2 separate regions of the Oryzias latipes genome follow, and region 1 is linked to region 2. The links are chromatin contacts, called in public Hi-C maps. All regions are on one chromosome and are shown on one strand. Each heading gives the region's core, a stretch centred on a gene start, on an enhancer-like site or on the middle of the called end of the contact. The rest is flanking DNA. Distances are from core to core; before and after follow the strand shown.

Region 1 (4,845 bases), core at 103-2,602, 460 kb after region 2:
AGGATCACGGGTAGTCTGACTTTTCAAAATAAAGTTAAATTAAAGCACATACGTTTGAAAAGGTAGCTGGACGTGTAAAGTTCAGGACTTTATGGTGGGACTTTAGTGGATACATTTTTAACATCTTGTCAAGAGAACACAGAAACAACAGAAAAAACAACAGAAAAAAACATTCCCACCTGTGGCAGTTGCTCACTAGAAATACTTTTATCCCTCCGTTTTGCGTTTTTATTTATTTACATGTACTTCATAAAAATCTTCTGTCGTGTCACAACACAAATATCTGCCAATTTTTAAAAAGCCTTCAACACCGGAGCTTAAAGTCTTAGTCACATGCTCGCAGACGGGGGTAACTCGGTACGGGGTCTGCGGGTTTTGGGTCGTCCAGGCTTGCTGACTGCACTTTCCTCTCCCAGCATCCCCAGCGCACACTTCCTGGATGCCGCACACCTGATTCGCTGAATCACTCACAGTGTATTTGAACGCTGCACTGAGCCTTACCTAGTGCGAAATATTGTTTGTGCCACTCTGCCTTCCTTACTAAGTGTGATGGTCGGACCTGAGCTTCTGCCTTCTGACCCTGACCCCGCTTGCCTGCCGCCTGCCTCGTCCCTCACCTGGATCCTGACCATCCTGTCTCTCCTCTGATGCTCTCATGCCTTCCATTGACCCCTGCCTGTCTGACCCTGATTTAGCTTTGTGGACTTTTAGCTAAGCTAATAAACCTGCTGCATTTGGATCCAGCCGTCTGCCTGTTCTGGTGACGGGTCACCTCTTAAGGTGTATCTTACAGTCTCCTCAAGGCTCATACGGCCGACCCAAGGGACATCGTGAACAATAGGATGTACCATGTCGTGCGTGTGGTAAATGTATCATAGTATTTGTGCATTCTCGATAAAAATGTAGGTTTTGATGCTGACCTTACTCCACACTCTGACACCTTTTGTGCAATCAGCTGACTCTGTTACTGACGTAAAGTGTTGCGTGTCGGCTCAAAGCTCCATTTCTCCATTTTAGAACGCGTTGGGGGTTAAAAGGTCACAACAGGTCAAATAATTAGCTTTGTGGCCACTGGGGGAGTGCTTCGTTAGAATGGGAAATTGTTCATTTTTTGAGTTGTGTGTTAATGTTTTTGTCACAATCGCGTGTAATTAAAAAAAACTTGATCAATTTGCTTGATAAAAATGTTTTAGTAACTTCACTTTTATAACTTAATAAAAGGGTTTGATTTTTCTTTTTCTTAGAATGAGTAAACATTTCCCTCTTGGCTCTTTTCGCGCCCTCTTTTGTTTACTTTTGGCCCTAACGGCGCTCCATATATTCCAGCCCATCGGCCGACCCCAGAGGCGTGGATCCCCCCCCCCTGCTCGCCGCCGCCGCCGTTGTCCGCCCTCACGAGGCGGGGATCGGTGCTTCTCCTTTAACGGCGTCGTTGTGCAGCGGGATGCGGCGTTAGCGTCCCGCCAACGATGCGCCGCGCGGACGTTTCCTGTTACAGCCGATCCTCTTTTTCTTCTTCTCTTTTCTTATTTTTTCCCGCGCCGCCGTGCAGCATGATGAACGCCCTTGGAGCGGCGTCCCTTCCGGTTAGCGCGGGAATCTAGCGGCCGAGCATCCCCGGGATCGATGCCCCAGCATCCTCCCCCGCGCCCGTGACCGTGACAGCATCGCTCTCTCTCTCTTTCTCTCTCTGGGGCGGAGGCCGGCTGCGGGGATGCTCTGCTCCGCGTGACGGGGGCCATGCGGGAGTACAAGGTAGTGGTGCTGGGCAGCGGCGGGGTGGGCAAGTCCGCCCTCACGGTCCAGTTCGTCACCGGGACTTTCATAGAGAAGTACGACCCGACCATTGAAGATTTCTACCGGAAGGAGATCGAGGTGGACTCGTCTCCGTCGGTGCTGGAGATCCTGGACACGGCGGGGACCGAGCAGTTCGCCTCCATGCGGGACCTCTACATCCGGAACGGCCAGGGCTTCATCCTGGTCTACAGTCTGGTGAACCAGCAGAGTTTTCAGGACATCAAACCCATGAGGGACCAGATTATCCGGGTGAAGAGGTGAGCTCCTCCGTTTGAATGCTCACCAATTCCTTTAGGAGTCCCCCCCGGAGCTGGTGGAGGACATGCGAGGTTCTGCTCTTTCAAATGAACTACTTTCATTAAGAACACATAAGTTATGAGTAAAAGTTATTAGTCATGGAAAGGCCAATAACAAAAAATATATCACAATTAAGGGAGAAGTTAAGGGAAATCAAACTCCTAAATTGGTGTCTGAAAACACTATAAAGAATAAATGTTAAGTAAAACTGTCATTAATGTGTCAAAGTTACATCTTTACTGTGAAAATTATTTTTTTCAATTTTAAGTTTTGCAATAAAGCTACTGTGTCAAACTGATATTGTATTTTTGGAAAGTAAAATCAGTGCATAACCAAAATAATAATAAAAATATATATATTTTTATATTTCATCAATCAGAAATAACTTTTTCAACCTTTTTTATAGACTTTTTAAAACTTTTATTAACATTATTTTTATGTGTCGTCATGGTGCTTTATTAAAATTTATTTTATTTTCATTTGAAATGGTTTATTTCAAGCAATCAACGCACGAATAATGCACAAAACAACACAATCAGCAGTCATACATTCATAAAAAGTCGTATGAAACTTTGGATAATTAGACATTAAATCAAAAATTGCTTGAAAGGGAATAGAAGGAACTTCTAGAATCCCACCCTGTTCTACCGAAACCATTTAATTACATTATAATAAAATTATTATTTATAAAATTTTATCAGATATTGTTTCCTTATCAACACAGTTTCAGGTCATTACGAATATTTAGGTATCAATAATCACATGACAAAGATGAAGGACGTTATTATTATGTAAAAATAGACATAAAATCAACAAAGCACATGCAGATTAGTTATCTAAAATTATTGATTTCCTTAGAAAAATCTTGACTATGATTAAAAAAGACACTATATCAGAAAAAATAGACATAACACTGTTTCAGAACTCATGCTGATCAAGTATCAAAAGTATGTGCAGATTATTTTTTATTAGAACAGTCATTAAAACAATTAGACACAACGCTATTTCCGAAATCGTCATAGTATGCGCAGATCAAATATCGCAAGTTAATTGGTGCTTTTATTTTGTATTTTTCTATTGACAGTAACTTGAGTGGTTTTCCTAGAAAAACAAATGTTTTCTGAAGTCCTTCTTCGCTCTAAAACATGGAGAGACAGACCAATAGAAGAGTTCACGACTTCTTAATACCCCTTAACTGCTGGATTTACGTTCTGTCATCCATAGAGACGTATTTCTGTCCAGCATTTGTCAAATGTTCTGTGATTCAAACACCCCGTATGGCTGATACAGTAAAATGGTTCATCCTCCGTGAGAAGCTTTAACCGGTTCACGTGTTCCTCGTCAGACCCCGGCTGAGGCTCACCTGGAGCACATCAAACTGGATCCGGATAACACTCCAGACCAGAACCTCTGAAAACGATCGGAATCTGAGCGCGGACTGAACCAGGTGACCCGTCTGAGCTGACGGCGCAGAGCGGAGCATGACAAGGAACTTCTTGGAAATGAATAATATAATGGCGGGTGGGCGGAAAGCGAGCAGCCTTCGCCTGCAGTCGGCCGCCACCCAAAAGCTCGGCTGCAGCAAAGCGTCCTGAAGTGTTTCCCAATTAATATTTCATACCTTCTTCTCCCACTTCTGTGGCTCCGCTAGAGGAGAAAAAAAAGCTCGTCGGATGATGAGCGCCGCATCAACCGCCCTTCCTCCTCCCTCACTTGTTGCTGAACCAGCAGGATGTGTCCGCTCATTGGATCTTTATGGGGTTGATGCCAAGAAGGCAAAGACGCAAATGCAGGGGCGAGGCAGGTCCTGGTGCACCAGCTCCTTCAACGTTGGCCCCGTCTGTCCTTACGGGGGACTGTCTGCGGTGGAAAAACGGGCAAACCTCGTATGAGGACACAGGACAATGCTAAGATCTGCTTGATGAGATAGCGAGGACGAGCGGATGCGGATACAGACGAGCGGCAGGTCGTAGTGAACACTTATACAACACCTACGGGGGAAGTAGGTGAGATCCAGGCAGGACGTAGGGATTTTTCCAGTTTTCGCCCCCTCTCAAACCTGCGCACCGAGCCTGTTAGTGGTTGTCACGTGATTCCGTCGGTAAAATTAGGGAACAAGGACACAGTTTGTCTGGACATTCTACAGGTGTCATGTGATGCTGGACTGCGGAGTCGGTAAGGAACCAGTCCTCGGACATAACTAGAGCGTGGCGTAAGGACACTGTATGCCGTCACAAGTGCGTGGAACTTTCATTAGCCTTACGATTACTTCACGATACACTTACCACACGCTCCACAATTGTACGTTCCATTTTCACGATGTCCGAATGGGATTCACCCATCAGTGTACAGACGTGGGCGGCTGATGCGGAAAAGTAGGCGTGGTGCGTAAACCAATCAGGGATTTAGCTTTGGGCATGTGACGCTTCAGGGGGTAAAAAAAAAAATATATGGCTGCTCGATGCGAGGAATTTCATCCTGAACTTCCATCCGTTTTATAAACTGGCTAGGGCCGCGGGGTTGCCGGAGACTGGAGCGATCGAGCCAGCTACGCTAGCCAGTAGGGAGCTTGCGAGCTCCGCCGGCCCCTGGGAGGCAAATGGCCCATATGTGGTTGGCTGCCCGGCAGACGGAGAGCCGCCGTAGGTGCCGCCATAGGTAGCACAACTGCTCCAGTTCCGTGGACTTACGACGTGAAATTGAGCTGTAAAAATCTAATTGTATGATTTCTATCCTATTTTCACTAAGACA
Region 2 (5,246 bases), core at 2,566-5,065:
TTCTTAAAAGCATTAATGCTCTCTGCGGCTCTCAGGTCGTCTGGCGGACTGTTCCATAAACGGGGACCATAGTTTTGAAACGTAGGTTTTGGTTTTGACAGCTGGAACGGTTAACGGACCAGTTCCAGAGGATCTCAGGGTCCATACTTTACTAAAAGATCTGAAGAAGGTGCAAGACCGTTAGGACGCTTAAAAACGGTTCAAAGTGTCTTAAAATCAATCCTGAAGCATGTGTGGAGCCAATGCAGGGGTTTTAAAACTGGCGTGATGTGAGCCCGCCTCCTGGTCTAGGTGGGAACTCGTGCAGCAGAGTTCTGGAGGAGCTTAAGGTTCTCCAGATGTGTGCATCTGCCTGCAAAAGTCTGGCGTTACGCATGCTCTGAGGCTCTCTACTTTCAGAATGGGACGTTAAATTAGCAAAAGTGCCAAACTGATCATGAAGGAGAAATTGTGAATTTTTTCTTCTATGATGCCAAGTCTTATCGGAATAGAGCTGGAAGAAGAAGAAGAAGAAGCCTGGAGGAAGATTCGCACCACCGCGACATTTCCAACCGCGCGAGCACTGGGTAGCATGAACACCATACGATAAAAGCGCGTTCGACAAATGCCCGTTGAGCGCGTCACGTGCTGGATTTGGCGAGCCCGGACGCCTCACCTCAGCAGGCTGTTGATGGAGCTGGTGCCGCGGTCGATGCTCCTCAGCACGTCGCCGGTTTTACGGCCCAGGTGCCAGCGCAGAGAGAGGGAGTGCAGGTGGGCGAAGAGCTGCACCTCCACCACCCGATTGGTGAACTGCTGCACCCGGATCCACAGGAAGGTGCGGATGTTGCTGACGAACCCGGAGGACCCTGAGCGGAGAAACAAAACAAAGAAACCATCAGATGAGCGTCACGGTGGCTTCAGAACGGAACTTCTGCGAAGCTTCACCTGCGCCTCCGCCCTGCAGGAGCTTGAGCAGGACGTAGATGCAGACGATGGTGGCCACACTCCTCCAGCTGCTGCCGTCAGTCAGCGCATTAACTGGAAGACAGATCAGATGTTCTCGTATGAAGCTGAAGGCCACAGGTTCTTCGTCGAGTCTCCGTTCTCTCACCAATGTTCTTGTAGTAAATCGGTACAAAGACGTTGATGGCCCGCTCGACTCCCAGCAGCCCTAAGCAGAGGAGGACAAGCATCTGGAGGAAGACGTTCCCCCGAGGCCACATGTAAGGAACCAGCAGGCGGACCTTCTTCCTGAAGCCCTGCCAGGTGGAGAGGTTCTCCTCCGTTCTCCCCAGTAAGCTCTGCACAACCAAAAAGCAGAAGGTCGGGGAGCCGGTTCCAGGCGGGTCAAACTGACGGGTCTGCGGCCTCGAACCTGAGCGCTGGCCTCCACGTCGCGCTCGTCTTCGTTTATCAGGAGCATGTAGGGTCTGCGGGGCAAACCCGGAGCTCTGAGGCCGATGAAGAAGAGCAGCCCGGCGCCGCTGTAGCGGATCAGCCACAGAGCGAACTGCACCTGGGAGGAGGAAGCACATCAAAAAAGACGTTAGGACAAGAGGAAATGTCCCCCAAAACACCAAGAAAATCCTTCTCAGAACCTCCAGAAGTAAAAATAAATAAATGAGAAGCTTTAAATATGTTTAAAAAAAAACCAGTTTACTTAAGTTTAATAAAATACTTTTGAATAAAACCTCAAAACTTAAAAAATCTATACACATTTAATTGTATTTTTTGTTAGAGCTTAAAAAAAAAAATCCTAAAAACTTTTATTTTGAAAATATTTGTATGCTCTTCAAACGAGTCGCTTCCTTATAAACTAATTCTTTCAGAAATGAAGACTTCAAAATAAATGATGCACTCCCATTGATCAGATTTAATGTACATAAAATCAAAATAAATATTATAAAATACATTTAAAAAGATTAACGCAAAGTTTATAGAAAGGAAAGTGACATGTCAGTGATAATACGATAGTTAATAAACAGTGTAAATGTAAAAAAAAAAACAAAATGTTATTTTTAAAACATAGAACAAAAATCCACTTTCAGTTAAACTAATTTTTAAAGCTACTATTGCTTAAAATAGAAAAATCAAAACAATAGCATATGCCTATTGTTAAATTTACGTTTGTACAGTAAAAAAATTATAATAATTTACGTAAAGATTATCTGATCATATCAAATTAAAAATGTCTGAATGTTTCAACTGTTTTTCATTCCAAACTGTGAAATTTTGGCATTCTGTGCACAATTGCACCATCTTGTGTTCACTTAAAAAACTACAAGTTACACAAAAATTAAAAGAAATAAAGTTTTTGTCAATAAAGTTATCTCAAAATGCTGCTTTTAGCGGTTTTTATGATTTTTTTCTGCAGCCTTTTAATTAAAATAAACACAAATCAATAAGTAAGTGCAAGTAAAGTGACTATCCTCTGACATCTTTATTCAAAAGTACTTTAAAACAAAACCGTAAATCAAAAATAAAAAAGTTTTAAAGAAAGGTTAAAATGGGGCAGAAATTTGGGAAAGAAGCATGACTCAGCATGACTTGTTGGATTGAGGAAATACAATAGACATTTTATAATTGAAAAAAAACTGTCGAGTCATGCTGTAAGCTCTGTAAACAAAAAGGTGACTCGAGGTGGGAGGAGCCTGTGTCTCTTAAGATTGTGATTGGTTTACACGATGGAAGCCCAGTAATGACTCAGCAAAACACCAAACTAGTCCTGTGTAGGTGCTGTGTGGGTGGACTGGTCGCATAGCTCAAAGAGGAGTGTTTCCAAACCACCCGAACCTCTTTACCTGCAACAAAGCTCATCAGGAGGTCAAAGGGCATTCATGTATGAAGTCAAACAGTGCAGGTAAATCCCTCACCTGGTGTTCTGTGGTGTCCAGGCCCCACCACCAGTGAGGGCTGTACCAGGAGACAAAGGCCAGGTTCTCCGCCGCGAACGCCACAGCCCAGAATGCCAGCAGGGCGCCGCTGTGGCCCCGGGTGCGGTCCATCAGCAGGGCCCTCCTCCTCTCCACCCGCAGCAGGGCGAAGGCCCAGCCCCACGCCAGCACGTAGAAGCAGCCGTTCAGCACCGCATACCCGGGCAGCTCGGCCGCGGTGGCGGCCCGGTACACCGTCCCGCCCAGGGACTGCAGCCCCAGCAGGACCGTCACGGCCAGCTGGAAGCCGTAGAGGCGGGAGCGCGGGATGAACTTGGGCTCCATCGTTGTGCCGTACTTCTGGTAGAAGACGCAGTGGATGGTGCCCAGGAAGATGGCGATGGTCAGCAGGATGGTGGGGACCAGGGTGAAGTAGAAGCAGGGGGAGATGCCCTCATCCACCCAGGTGATGGAGATGGGGGAGTTGACCTCACAGTAGCTCTGCAGGACCACCATGGCTGCACCTGGGACAGGAAGTAGTCAGATTACACACAAAAAACGCCCTATTTAATGCTCTAAATATAGAGCATTTATAGCTATCAAAATCTCGCAAAGATTGTGGGTAATGTAGTTCATTAAAGCAGGCAGTCTAAACACTGTCTCTACTGCTATAAAACACAAAAGGAGGCACACAGAAACCGGAAAGTAAACATTACCTTTATAGTAGAAGTTGACGTAAAGGTGTAAGTAATCCCCGACAGCAAAAGAGGTTAATCCAGGTCAGCGCACGAGCGTCTCCTCGTTTCAAACTAGTCGAATGCGGTCAAAAGAGAGCGTTATCTGCGGTTAAACCTCGCGAAATAATGGCATACATGGTTATCTGCACACACAGCCAAGCGCCCGCAGTCATTTAAACGAGGGTTGTCCTTGTGGCGCCTGTGTTAAACAACGGACGCGTTACGTAAGCGCGGTCCAACGTCTGACGTCACACGCTGCATTTTGGCTCCCCCTAAAGGACGACGTCGGAGTTGACAATTGAGACATTTTTTTAAACGAACAGGGTTGCTAATAAATGACACATTTTAGACATGAAAGCCATGAATGACATACAATCATTCACGCAACATATAAACTAAATTATATACATATTTGACACGTGTTAAAAAGAGTACATTAGACATTGGCCAACCATTTATTTTATATTTTTCATTTTTAAAAAATAATTCTAACTAAAATGGAGATAAATATGTTAAGCTTTTTCTATATTTGTCCTATATCGGCCCTTTTATTATATCTTTTTGATTTCTCATCTTTTTCAATACTAATTTATATAAATACTGATGTCACGTGTGTTGTTGTATTATATGTAATAAAATACAAATGAACAAATAAACACTGTTTTAAAAAATTAAAAAATCTAGGTACAATGTAAGTATGAATACTCCGAACATGCAATGCAGTCAAATGCAGAACGAAAAAAAGAAGGCTTTTTTCATCCAATAGCAAATTTAAAGCCCAAATTATAGAGTGTACTTGTTTCAAATAAAAGCTCTTAGTTGATTATACAACAAATCTGTTTTTTTCTATTTCATTGCATTGAGAGGTTTTATTTATTCAATCACTTTATTTGCGCAGCACCTTTCTTTCATCATCATGCTGTAGACAACAAGGAGCTTGACATGAAAGATCTATGGAAACATAGGCTAAAACAATAAAAAAAAGGCATAAAATACAACAGACTAAAAAACAATAACAAACAAAAGATGAACATGAAATGGAAGGAAACACTGTGGCTTATAGTTTGAGAAGGCAATGTATAGAATAAGAGGAAAAACAGGAAAAAATGTACAAATGATAAAACATAAATGCCATAAATTACTTAAAAGCCAAATAAATAAATAAGTGGTTTAAATTAGTTATTTAAAATCTAAGTTCCAACATTTGAGTTTCAGTTTAATTCTTCACATTTTTGTAAAACTTCACTGACTAAAATAAAAAAAAATATATATAAAAACTTGGACAAAACACATGAACAAAAACAAATATTTTTAGAAAACTATTTGGTAGTTAACCTTTGTGCTATCTGAGCTGACCCCACCCTTCTATTGACGTGTTCTTCCTACCATGACAAAGGTGGATAATGGTGGAAAGATTTCATGTAATCCATGGACACCAGTGAAGATCACAAATCATTGAAGAAAAAAGGTTCAGAGCACTGTCTAGTGGGTCTAGATGACCCAACTCCCAATGTTAAGTGCCTGGGATAGCACAAGGGTTACAATGGGTCATCAATCAGTTGTTTTGAAATTCCTCATGATCCAGAAAAGATTTACACACCCAGATAAATGATACACTCCAAAAATGACATGAGGCCCATGACTGATCCCTGAG

What was found. A called contact is a pair of places that touch in the nucleus more often than the background predicts.
Region 1: a contact with region 2 is called in a Hi-C map of fibroblasts, with 4 times the contacts expected there. The contact joins the promoter of LOC101155833 here to the promoter of abcb6 in region 2. A contact is called at or near these places in 3 of 5 Hi-C or Micro-C datasets (embryo and fibroblasts).

What each region holds. Positions count from the first base shown.
Region 1 is chr2:22,585,986-22,590,830 of ASM223467v1, forward strand. LOC101155833 (ras-related protein Rap-2a) reads left to right here and starts at 1,353. Exons shown (of 2, transcript XM_004066608.4): 1 at 1,353-2,054. The coding sequence starts at 1,741.
Region 2 is chr2:22,123,592-22,128,837 of ASM223467v1, forward strand. abcb6 (ATP-binding cassette sub-family B member 6, mitochondrial) reads right to left here and starts at 3,816. Exons shown (of 20, transcript XM_011485235.3): 1 at 3,579-3,816; 2 at 2,856-3,380; 3 at 1,358-1,498; 4 at 1,094-1,283; 5 at 928-1,020; 6 at 656-848. The coding sequence starts at 3,371.